Linked DNA regions of Rattus norvegicus: region 2 is linked to region 1. A link is a contact called in public Hi-C data. All regions are on one chromosome and are shown on one strand. Each heading gives the region's core, a stretch centred on a gene start, on an enhancer-like site or on the middle of the called end of the contact. The rest is flanking DNA. Distances are from core to core; before and after follow the strand shown.

The links. A called contact is a pair of places that touch in the nucleus more often than the background predicts.
Region 2: a contact with region 1 is called in a Hi-C map of prefrontal cortex, with 3 times the contacts expected there. The contact joins two enhancer-like sites. A contact is called at or near these places in 2 of 12 Hi-C or Micro-C datasets (frontal cortex and prefrontal cortex).

What each region holds. Positions count from the first base shown.
Region 1 is chr7:102,132,681-102,139,556 of GRCr8, forward strand. No RefSeq gene overlaps it. Among named protein-coding and RNA genes, the nearest start is that of H3-7l, 9.8 kb to the right of the region's middle. Within about 2 kb of position 3,256, at least 7 of the 93 cell types and tissues checked have an H3K27ac peak or open chromatin away from gene starts, as enhancers often do.
Region 2 is chr7:102,580,878-102,586,952 of GRCr8, forward strand. It overlaps the pseudogene Tox4-ps1. Among named protein-coding and RNA genes, the nearest start is that of Khdrbs3, 140 kb to the right of the region's middle. Within about 2 kb of position 1,709, at least 5 of the 93 cell types and tissues checked have an H3K27ac peak or open chromatin away from gene starts, as enhancers often do.

The DNA.
Region 1 (6,876 bases), core at 2,006-4,505:
CAATAGCATTAGATGCTAACACTCTTACTGAAAATGTTGTAAAGGTTCAATGCACTAGAGTTAGGGACAACATGTGACATGTAAGCGCTCAACAAACACTGAGTATTTATATCATGGTAGAGTCTCCTCCATTCTTTATCTTAGATAGACTTAGTGCTACTCTTGGCTGATGAGGTAAGATAGACTCAGTTTGATTTTAAAACAGTAGCATGACTGTCTTAGTCACTGTTCTGTTTCTGTGAAGAGGATACTGTAGCCAAGGTAACTCTTATAAACCATTTATTTGGGAGCTTGCTTACAGATTCAGAGGCTCAGTACATTATAATCATGGTGGGGAGCATGGCACTGGAACAATAGCTGAGAACTGATTCACACCCAGAAAAAGAGATAAAGAGAGAGAAACAGAGACAGAAGGACAGACAGATACCTTCCTCCTCACACACACAGAGGGGGAAAGATATGGAGCCTGGCATGCATGGTCTTATGAAAGCTCAAAGTCCACCCCCACTGGTTTCAACAAAGTCATCCCTACTTCAACAAGGCCACATCTCTTAATCCTTTTAATCCACTCCGTTGTGACTTGGCATTCACACATATGAAACTATGGGGGCCATTCTTGGTCAAAGCCTCACAATGGCATTTCTTGAATTAGGGTGATAACAAGCACCACAGTTCTTCTGCATGTTCAGTTCTTCTCATTATTATTGTGCATTGAATATCCACAGGCTCAGGGTTTCTGTCTTTGCCCTGATTATGATACTGTCATGGAGTACCTAATACTCAGACTTCTCCTTTACTCTACTCTGTCAACTGTTGATTTAGAGTCAATCCCTTCGGCATCCATCTCTGTATTTCCTGCTGCCTTGGAATGCGGTCTGGAGAGTATTTCCATGCTACAGGTATTCTGGCTCATCATCATCATAGGAAAAAGGGAGAAGTGAAACCATAGCAGTGGGCAAATAAACTCTGTAAAGTGATGTCAGCCATGTTCTTAGCTTGCAGTTCTTGCTTTTGTTTCTGGAATGTTCAGAGATCCTGCTAATTGTCTGCCCTTTTCTGTCCTGTTTCCTTAACTGCTCTGCTTTGTGTAGATACAAAAAAACACAGACAAGCTAGCTTAACACTTTGTTGTGTGGGTCACCCTACGGCAGTGTGAATGCCAGCAAGAGAGGCAAAGGAGAAAGGCTGAGAACCAAAAGCAGTAGGTACATCCTTGAGTGACTTCTGTATCACAAGGGAACACATCTGGTCACTTGTAACATGTTCTTAGTGCACCACTGTGGAACCCTCTCATGGGTAATAAGAGGTAGAATACTCCTGGGGAGCTTCTTGTTTCCTGCCACATTAGTCTATTTATTCCTGGAAAATTGCCTCTTCTGTCCTTTTAGCTGATGTAGGGGCAGAGGCAGGAGTAAGATCTTATACCATACAACATAGTTCCACTTATGTCTAGGAGTGGCCATAGAGCTAGAGCCTCAGCCTGCTCAGATTAGGTTTCAGTAATGGAGTGGCTTGATCTTTGTTTGAACAGGGTGTAGAGAAGCCTCTTGAGGGCAGCTTTCAGAAGTAGTGGTTGGTGCTCTGGTTTGAGGCCAAATTTGGTCCTGGGGGAAAATAGGTGGATCTGGAAGGAAGACTTCCTTTTCACTAGTAACAACAGCCGGAACTAGTTCCATGGTATGCTGCCTCCCTAACAACCTATTTTTTCAACCTTGCTGAGCAGGGAGGTAGAGTGATGGGTGAAACATTCACATTGTCTCTTGCCCTAGAACCAAACATGGGTCTCTGCTCCCATCATCTTTTGCTAGTTGGTGACCTTCACCCAACTTCCAGGGAGGGTGATAAATGTAGAGGACACCAGGAGCTTTATTTATTTTTTATCTGCACAGCATTCTTCTTCCCCATTCCCTTCTCCTGATAGCTTCAGGGTTGGCTAAAATTTACATGGCAGCTTCCCTTTGCTCACAGGTCCAGATCTTATGCTGCTATGCATTACGAAACAACATTGTATCAGTTTTCCTTTACCTGTCTTCAGGCCATGAGGACATCAATTAATCCATGCCCCTTCCTACTAGATGCTGCCAGGAATGGGACTCATTTATATAGTCAGATGCTTTGTTGGAGTGTCCCTGTTGGACTGGGCAAATGACAATCAGTTTGCAAACTGCATTTTAATGTCACAGGTGTATAGTGGCTTTGAGCCCCACCTGCTTTGACCTTCATGGGATCTTATAGCATCTGCTCCTCGGAGGTGCCAGGGTAACACCTACACCGTGATGATGTACAGTCAACTTATCTGCACAGCATCCTATTACTCCATTTTTCTCATATTAAAATTTATTTTATGTGTTTTTATTTATCTTTTGTTTAGTTTTCTCTAATGCCGCAGATGCCATCAATCCATGTTATTATTCTGAAGACCTATTTTTGGAGGGCTCAGATACCTCCCTGAAATGGAATGGAATCATTTGCAATGGCGATAGACCCATTAGGGCTTTCTCTGCCTTTATAGTCTCCTCACCTTTTTGTCTGCCCCGGCTGTGGGAACTGCCCAAGCATGGTGCCAGGAAGGCAACTCTGATTTTACCATTTCAGCCAAAAGTAGTCTGCGGGTTCCCGTCGAGAGACTTATTTTTTCCCCGTTGGAATTGGAAAGACCTCATGACACAGTGTCTTAGTATAGAGCTCGTCCCCTTCACTATGCGAACACTGATGGCCCCTTTCCACTTTAGCCTTCCAAGATTATGAAGAGATGATTAACAGGAGGTCTCCTTCCTCATTTGGTCTGCCAGTCTCATGCTTCATCTTCCTCTCAGTCATCCATGTGGCTTCTGAGGGATGAGTCAGGTGCTCGTGTGCCTTCCCAGCACTGTCAGCATCTTTAACAATTCCCCAGACCGTTAAAAGTCCCAGAAGACATCCTTTTCATACCACCGCCATATTCTAGTATCAGATGCACCACCATCAATTGAATCCTCTCACTCTTCTGTGTCAGGCTGTGCTACACGGTGAACAGAGACAGGAAAGCATGCCTCTAAATCTTTATATCTTGGATTTTTGCCTTATGGTATTTTCCACAGTGAGATCACACATAAAGCCTTAATCTAGGGTTGTGGTAGACATGGCCTCCTGAGGCTTCCTGTCCTTTCTCCCATGGACAGTTGAGGTATGGAGTCTCATTTTACAGGTGGATAATCAAGTGCAGAGTGTTTAATCACCTCTTGCTCTCACACAGATGACAGATATTTCCTTTCTGCAAATCCCTTTCTTGCTGAAGGGAGGCTTTCTCACTCATGCCAGATGACGTCATCTCTAGGCCCAGCTGTCCACAGAAACTCAAAGCTGTGAGTGTTGGAAGTCACGATTTCCTAGCCCTTCTTTGAGCTTCTAAAGCAACAACAAAAAATTACATACCTTGTTCTTCCTGTCCACAGTTCTAAAGGCTTAGAGAGTTCAGACAGCTTTAGAATTCTGCTCTGACTGAGGTTTGATGCACACAGGATAAGCACCGAATCATATTGGCTGGATGGTTTCCTTCTTTAAAGCATTTTTATATCTGAAAACACATCTGATCTCTGTTGCACCCCTGTTGAGGTCTCAGAGTCAGGCTTGATGCTCCTGGGGATAATTAAATGGTTTCAGAGAAAGTCAAGGTCACAGAGGGATATCAGGGTAGATCTAGATCTTGACACCCTGGTTTTCCAAGCCAAGGTCTAGCTGATTCTATTAAGCAGCATCTCACTTTAGAAAACAGGAAGAAGTGCCAGAGAATCAGAGCGAATTATTGCTGAAAAGTCTTTGGAGCTCTGGAGTGGGAGTCGGGTGGGCGTGGGTGTAGTTAGTGAAGGGTGTATAGGGGTGGGCTGAGGCTGGGTTGTGGAATGTTTTAGCTTTTCTGAATCTCAGATTTCTCTTCTGCAGGAGGGGAACAAGTCACTGACCTCCTCCCACTGTTACTGTGTTCCGGTGAATCTTAGAATCTTTATATGTTTTTTTTTTATCAGAGTGCATGTTGTACAGCATATTATCAACTGCATGAGTAATACTGAATGAAGATTTGTTAATGCAAGTGGAAAGTCCGAATTGAAGCCCTTAGAACTGTAGAATACATAGATAGGACAAACCTCCAGTTCAACAATCTAGACCCAGCAAAAGAAAAGGATTCCCCACAGTGGGGTAGAACCAGGATTAGAGCCAAATGTTCATCTTGCAGCCCAATGTTATTGTAAAATTTTGCTTAGATTCCTGGTGGATTTATTGTGTGTATTTCTGTGTGTGTTTGTGTGTGTGCATGCATGCATGACTATGCATGTGTGTAGGGGCTGGCAGAAGCCCACCGGACCTGTGATTTCTTGTTCTTCCAGGGATGAAAGTTTGGTGACACAGTGAGTGATTTACATACTTCAATCCAACTTTCATACTGATGGACTCCATGTATGATTTTAAAAGAAGAGTAAACGGTCCCCTTTCCATTCACTTGCTTCCAGTTTCACAGGTGGGAGGGCTCTCATTATAGAGGTGAGAAAATTGGGGAAAATTTCAGATGGATTTTTACGGGGTTCTCAGGTCTCACGTGACTAATGTCTGTATGTGTGTGTACCTGCTATTTTGCAGGTTTAGCAAACATTGCCAAATATGGTTAAGACAAGAAACATTATTTTTGTGGTCCAAAGGTTAACTGTATAGCATTCTATTCTGATCCAACATGGCTGGAATGGCCTAGAATGTCATCCCTCACTTGACCAGGACTTCCATTGTGTCAAGACTTCTTTGTGGCAGGAAAGATTTTCTCTATCCCTTGGTTTGTTCACATATGCAGAAGGTTCCTGAGGAGCAGTGCAGAACAAGATTCAGTGTACATGGACTTTTCAAATCTCAGCCTGTCACAGAGCTGTCATAAGAAACTTTAGCCTATCAGTTAAAGCTAATTGGTAAATCTGGATTAAGGAGGCAACAAAAAGAAAATGAATAGAATCTGTGTCTAATATGCTTTCTATTCAGCCTAAATAGAGGGGCCATGAGAGTTGGATGGCCCATGGCAAGTGGCGTAAGTAGGCTGTTGCCCACCTGAGCAGTGCTTGAGGGCATAGACCTTGGCCATCTGTTTGATCTTTTAGCAGAGAGCTAAACTTTGCCTGGTTCTCTGTTCCCACTCAGACTGGAGGGAATCACAGATTGCTATGTCCTTTAGAAGTTCATGGGGATGTGGAAAGTCTAACAGGCCAAGGAAGGTCACCTTGAGCAGGTCCAAGAGACTCTTGGGAAATAATCCAGTTATCTGGAAGCTTTTGGGACAGTAGAGATATAAGGAAGTGATTTGCTGGGAAGATCAGGAGTAGCAGGCTGATTCACTGGGGGACCCCAAGAAAACAAATCTAATAACCCATGTTTGACTGGAACTATGGCTCTGGTGAATGCTACAATCTTGCAGCGCTTCAGCAGGAAAAGATGGATTCTGTCTTCTGGCAATCTTATCCTATAGGATTATGACTCTCTTGCTGTTGCGTATTTTCCAAGCATGCTTATTAGTCAAGAGAGATTAACTTTAGGAAGTCAACTTCCCAATCTCAATGGCTTAATGTGTTAAAAGTTTTTCTTACTCAGCTCTTTTACATATGTTCCTAGAAAGCAGGTAACTTTTCATGGTGTTTGTTCAGGAACTCTAGTTCCCTCTGTTCCTTCTGTCTTATAACTCAACCCTACTTTGGGCCCAGCATCTCACAGTAAAAGAACATTTGTTCATCAAGTCGAGCAATAGGCCATATACACAGGCTGTTGATACTCTTAAAAAATACCTGAAATAATATAGTTAAAATGAGGACACTTATTCTGATTCCTGGTTCAAGAGATTTCTTTCCATTGGCAGTTGGCACCTTTTTTTGGTGAGACAAGATATCATGGTAGAAGCATGTGATAGAGGAGGGTGCTCAGTTCATGGCAACCAGGAAGCAAAAGGAGAGAGGAAGAAGAGGACCAATCACTCTTTAGGATCATCCACCTTCATAATATAACTTCTCATTAGACCCAACTTCCAAAGGGGCCTGCCTATCAGGAATGCTAAAGTCTAACTAAGTCTTTAAAACATTGCTTTTTTGAGGAGATTGCAAACAGGTAGCATTATAGCAGACATCTTTTGGGCCTTGTTTGGCTATATCTCCATCATGAGGACCCACAGACTAAAACTGAGCCATGCATCTTGTATTGCAAGGGACTCAGGAAGGTGGTCTGTGTGATGTGGATTTGGGAATATGTGCCATGGTTATGTGAACACATCTGTGTTGGTTCATTTTATGTGTCAGCTTGACTGGATTTAGGAGCATGGGCAAATTGGTGCACATGATCTCTGGATTTATCCACAACATGTATGGAAATCAACCTTGAAATGAGTGGGCACCATCCACTTGTTTAGGGTCCCCAAGAGAACAAAATCAAAGGGAGGGAAGATTGTTTACTTTCTTGCTACTCCCTGCCCCTATCTCCTCTGAGGTGTTCTTTTCCTCTCAGGTTCAACCTCAGCCTTCAGACCCAGCAAGCTTGGAACTCCAGGAACTCATGCAGTGACTCCCAGGATCCCCAGATCCTTGATCTCAGATTGAGATTTATTTTTGACTTACCTAGTTCTGAGATTTTGGGTTTGAACTTAGCTATGCTGCTAGCTCCCTATAGTCTCTTCTCTACAGATGACCTGAGGATAGACCCCTAGCCCCTGTAATGTGTGAGCCAATTTCCCTAAATGAATTTCTTCTTATCTAATGGCCAGTGTCTATAGATGAAGACAAAATCAGCTCACACAGCAAGTTCCCTAAAGGGCTGAACTGTCCTTTGACACATAACTGCAGGAGGACCTGGTGCAGTGTTTTGGTCAGGATGGCGCTG
Region 2 (6,075 bases), core at 459-2,958, 450 kb after region 1:
CCCCCCAACAATCACATTCATTGGGGGTTCAGTCTTAGCAAGACCAAGGGCTTCCCCTTCCCCTGGTACTCTTACTAGGCTATTCATTGCTACCTATGAGGTTGGAGCCCAGGGTCAGTCCATGTATAGTCTTTGGGTAGTGGCTTAGTCCCTGGATGCTCTGGTTAGTTGGCATTGTTGTTCATACGGGGTCTTGAGCCCCTTCAAGCTCTTCCAGTCCTTTCTCTGATTCCTTCAACGGGGGTCCTATTCTCAGTTCAGTGGTTTGCTGCTGGCATTCTCCTATGTGTTTGCTGTATTCTGGGTGTGTCTCTCAGGAGAGATCTACATCCAGTTCCTGTCAGCCTGCACTTCTTTGCTTCACCCATCTTGTCTAATTGGGTGGCTGTATATGTATGGGCCATATGTGGGGCAGGCTCTGAATGGGTGTTCCTTCTGCCCCACTGAACATTTCTATTACTGGAATTTAAAGTTATTTCTATTTCATATTACTTTAATGCTACATTAATTTAATTCTTTTGTTTGTAAATATCTTTGTGAGAGTTTATTGCTACTTACTGAGAAGAGTATTCCAAAGGTAGATTACTAGGTTGAAAGACCTGACATTGGTAGAAATGCATACTGGGAAACTTTTTCAAAACACCATCTTCAACCTCTGTGATTTTTGACACTGACATATGGATTGCTATTAAACATTAAGTCAGATATCTCTCATCCCCTACCAATGCCACTTAATTTTAGGCTTATATTTTCTTAAACCCTTGATATGATAACCCTTATTAGCTATTGTAGCTGCAATATTTCTATCTAAGTTTGAATTTTATAGGCTCCAGTATAAAATCAATCAACCTCAATTTTGTGTCAAAAATAGGAAAGTCTTCATAAGCCTTAACTGAATTATAGGTGGGCACACTAAAGACTCTCCTCTCTCAGTTGAAAAGAATGTGCTAATACTTGTGAACATTCATCTCTAAACTACTGCAGTGAACTGTATGAATTATAGACTTCCCAAGTGTTGTCCTCAAAAAGCATGTTATAGTTCTATTGATAATGGCAAACAACTTAATATTACGGTTCATGGCCTTTGGGATTATCATATTTCTGTATATTTTGCTTCCATGCACCTATACAAACTGGTACAATTTTATGCCATAAAATATTTTGAAGCAGAGAGTCCACTCAAAAGAATCAATGGATAACTTGGCCAGGAAGGATGAGGTGGGTCAGTCAAACAAATATCAGAGAAAGAAAAACCCTGTAAACTTGAGACCTCCAAGGTTCAAAGCTGAGGAACAGGGTGGTGTCTCTTTACAAGAATTTCAAACAGGGTCTGGAAGCTGTGTCAGGTGGAGCTGAGACACCAGCTGGTGGGAGCAAACGAGGAAGGAGAGTGGAAGCTGCAAGCTGGGGGAGGATGCTGTTTTTATGATATTTTCTTCAAGTGGTTTTGCTTTCTGTTCTAAGATTTTGTTCTTTTGTGATTCAACTCAGACTTTGTTTTTGCCATTACTGGTGATGTTATATGTTATACATTTGTTTATGCCTTTCCCCACTTATGCCAAAAGAATTCTTACCTACTCCAAACATGGGGGAATATTTGTGTATACATGCCTGGTCTTTTTATGAACTGCACGTCACTCCAGGTTAAGGTAGGAGGTGATCTGCATGTCAATTGTGAAGCAACGTTGGAGTCCAGTACTGACCTGGAGACCCCTCTGTGGCATGAAGACATATGGCAGAGTTATGTAGCCTTGGTTATGTTTGTCCAAAAAGAGACTACTGCTACCAGAGAGCAGGAGCGTGGGAATCAGAAATGCAGATTCAAATTCCAGCTCAGCCACAGTGTACAGTGACTAATACACTTTGCCTTCACAGCTCTCTGCTTCCTTATTTATTAAACCAAGATGTTTTAGAATCCAATAACTTCACCCTTCTGCCTAGTGGGGTCAAGCAAGTGTATGCTTTGTGCAGCAGGAAGGCCATTATTTTAAAATCTTCTTTAACTCCTAGCCCACTCCATCCTCATTCTGCTGAGATTTCACTCGAGGTCTCCCTGGACGTGATCACTGAGTTCCTATCTACCTCCACCTTCTTGTTCTCTACTGAGTCTCTCCTAAAGGTGGACCTACGTTGGAACTGGAGTGTGACCTCTTCTGATAGATTTAAAGAGACAGGATGTGCTATAGATGTAGCATATGCAGAAATTTGTAGAACATTTTTAGATACTTCCCAGCTCTTGTATGCCTTTCATCTTGCTCAGTATGGTATATACTTGTGTTTAGTGGAACATTCCATTGTGACTCAGCGTGCTCTGAATGCACATGGAACTTTAGAATGATGTAAACAAGAGTATCGAGGAAAGAAAAACATGCACCAGGACCACTGTTAAAGGAACACTTACTTACATTCTGGGAATTCCTACTTGTGGACCTTCTTTGAACCACTCCAGCTCTAGGTTCTTACAGAAAACTGGGGGAAAAGCAGGCAGGCTAGGTTCTGATGAGTGGTTTGGGGACTTCATTTGCCTTGGACTTCTGCTTTCAAATGACAGACTTGGAGGAATAGCAAACTGTTCCGCTGGTGAAGAAAGCCTAGAGGTAGTGCTGGCCAAGTTTATTGTGGTAGGACTGGAGGGAAGAAGAAAGCTCATTGAAGCTGCATATTATTCCCTTCCCTACGTCAGCTGACAAATGGACTGATGTGTTAATTTTCACCTTTCTGGCACTTGTGTGCTGCTGTTTGATTTATTTGAAACTCCAAGGAAACCCAAAAATACTTAATGCCTTACTTTAAACTCCCATGCATGAATGAATTTATCTGAAACCTTCCGATGTGGTCACTTGAAGCACAAAGTTATACATAGAGACTCAGTTTCTGGCATGGCCAGAGTGGAAGGCTTCTGTGCTTCGGAAAATGAACTTCCTTCTGTGATTTTTGGCATTTTCTACTGTGGTTGTTGAACAACTCCTAAAGAATACCAGCCATAGGTCACTAGTGATTCTTGTCCAAGGTTTGGCTGGCTGACTCTGACTTCAGGCAAGTATCAGCTCACATGATGATCTTCCAGGGAAGCTCAGCCCAAAGACAGTCATTGCTTCCATTTCTGGGCTTTTAAGACGGTGGTAGGAGGAATAATCACTTTGCTTCCTTTACTGTGTTTCTCAGCAAGGATTGTAAGCCAGAACTTAAAATTGGAAAAATGATTAAATTTCACATGAGGTGCAGAGCTACTAAATGTATAAAGGTTGGGTATTGAAGCCAAAATGCCAAGAAAGGGAGCAGGTTGAGGTACATCCTTAGATTCGTTATTCACTCTTAACACTGGGACTTTATCTGAAACCATGGTTTATATTTAAGAGACAGATTTTGCTGCACCCACTCACCAGTGATGATCATGAAAAAGTGAGAGAAAGAGACACATAAAAAGTGACATATGGAGATGGAGAATGAATAGGTAAGTACATGATTGCTGTATGATAGATGATTATAGCTAGCTATCGAGATGATAGGTAGGTAGATAGATGATAAATAGGCAGATGATAGATGAATGATAGCTATAGGTAGAGGTAGAAACGGAGACAGAGATAGGATAATTTCAGTGAACAATTGAAAGGTTATAGCTTCTTATGACATAAGGTTAATGTTAATTTCTCAAGTTGAGTTAGAAAATAAATAGTAATAATGTATCTAATTTTGCATAAAGTCATGGATGAATTCAACTAGTTAATTTGAAAGTCTCATCTTTGATATCAAACCAAGAAATAGAAATGGAAGAAATCAGGATAACAAAACCTTAGAAAGAGGCAGTTGCCTTTTGCCCGAGGTTATGATCTAGATCCATTCAAAGTAGCAGTTAATTCCCAGAGGTTAAGCAAAACAGATGTGCAGAGATAACGGACATACACTTGGGGCTAACATTCTTGATGGTGGATCAAGTAGAGCAGAAATCATGGAAAATAGCAAGGACAAAACAAGCCTTTCACAGAGTAAGATCCAGGAGCTAAGCAAGTAAACCACAGTGATGCTCTGTGAGCCAGTCTTGGGTCAGAAACACCTTATGGTGCTTATGCTCAAAACTAGGTAGACCCATTATTTTTTGACAACTCAGCAACCTCTACTTAGACTCTAGGACAGTTTAGCCAAATGGTTAGCCAGAAAAGGATGGCAGTAACACATAAAATTCACACACAAGTTTTAGAGTTGGAATCCAGGAAAAGCATGGTTACTGTAGAGGGCCTCTAAAGATGATATCAAAGCATGTCAGCACCCCACATCTTCTTGACCTCATCTGTTTTGCTACATTACACTCACTAGTTAAAATCTACAGTGTTGTTGAAAATGAAATTCCCTTACTAGTAAAGCTGAGGGAAAATAATGAAAAACAAAACAAAACCAAAAAAGGCTATGCCAAGAGGGTATAAAAGGAAAAGAATGTTATAGAAGAAAGCTAATGATATGAATTCCACCAAAAAAAGAGATGTTAGTAGTAAGTTTAGAAATTAGCAAAAATTGGACCATTAAATGTATATGTTCTACCAAGGAGAGGAGAAAGACATATTTAGTTGTTACCTGGGTGACACTTCTAAAGCTTGAATAGTTATAAAGCTAAAGTTAAGGGGAAGTAAAGTTCCAGTGTCATAGCTCCCAAGAGACATCATAGCTCATGAGACTTTAGGTCTGCCATTTCAGTAGTCAAATATTCTGCTTAGGATCTTTCTGTGTGAGAGGTAGATCCCAGTATGAGGTCATAGTGAGAGGCATAGAAGAACAGAAGCCCTGCATCTCAAGCAGCTGGTAGGCTTTGCTGGATCACAGTGATTCTGGCTTATGGTGACAGGAGAACCAGAGTCACCTTAGAACTGATAGCAGGTATGGATAGTTAGGTACACACATATGGTAGTTTGAAAGAAAAATGTCTCCCATAGGTTCATGTCAGCCTGTTTGGAAGAAAATCACAGAACCTTTAGGAAGTAGAGCTTTGTTGGAAGAAGTGCTTCCCTGGGGTGAGCCTTGAAGGTTTGTCGCCTTATCTTACTTCCTGATCTCCATCTTGCTGCTTCCAGTATGTGGATGTAACTTCCTGCTTCTGTCTCTAGGTCTACCTGTTGCCATATCTTGCTTGCCATGAGAGGTTCTAGCAATCCCTCTGGAATCATAAGCCAAAATAAAGTCTTTTTTTTCAAACTTGCTTTTGGTAATGCACTTTATTAATCAGACAGACATTTCCCAACAACTACCGTCAAAGAGCAGAGACAGAATAGACAGGGAGATAATTCATATGGAAACAAATCAACCGATACATGTATTCCTCACTCTCAGCCAATGAACCTGACACCTGTGATAGCCCACCTGGCAATTGCAACCAGTATTTGTTGTCTTCACTTAGATGCCCTGGGATCCTCCTTGTATTCTTTGATGGCAGTGACTATCTCACTGGAGTTAGAGATCAGACCCTAGGATCACTGCTAAATTGGTGGTGAGTGAGTGAAAGTTGAGGAAAGAGTAGTTCTGTGCTATAGTCCTTTTGTTAGCTCTTTATACAGTGGGTGTGGAAAGACCACAGTTCAGTTTCAATAATCAAGGAGTGTTTGAAGAAGCTGTACCCATACCAGCCTAATGCTATCTACTCAGGAGCAAGCCTAGAAAGGCTGATAACAAAAGGATTCATGTGTCTAAGGGTCTTTTGGGACACTTATTCCCAGTGTAAAGCATCTAGACATTCTGTGGACAACAAGTTGAGCTTACTGAGGACTCTGGATTGAATAATAAGGAGTAAGTTCCTTAGCCTAGGAAAAACTGACACTGGAGTCTTTTGTGGCAAAGGTTAACCTAGGAAAAGTACAGGTAGGAAAAAAGAAGCGGTATTTGGGTGACCTGTGGCATGTCTAGGGTCTGTGATGTGAATAATGTACCTCTAGCTGACAATCCCAGTTGATTCAAAGGAAGCAAAGGGGTGAAAAAATAAATCTGTTTCTCTGTCTCTGTCTCTTTGTCTCTTTATCTGTCTCTGTATCTTTCTGTTTATCTCTCTCTCTGTATTTTCTATCTCTGTCTCTCTCTTTCTCTGTGTCTCTT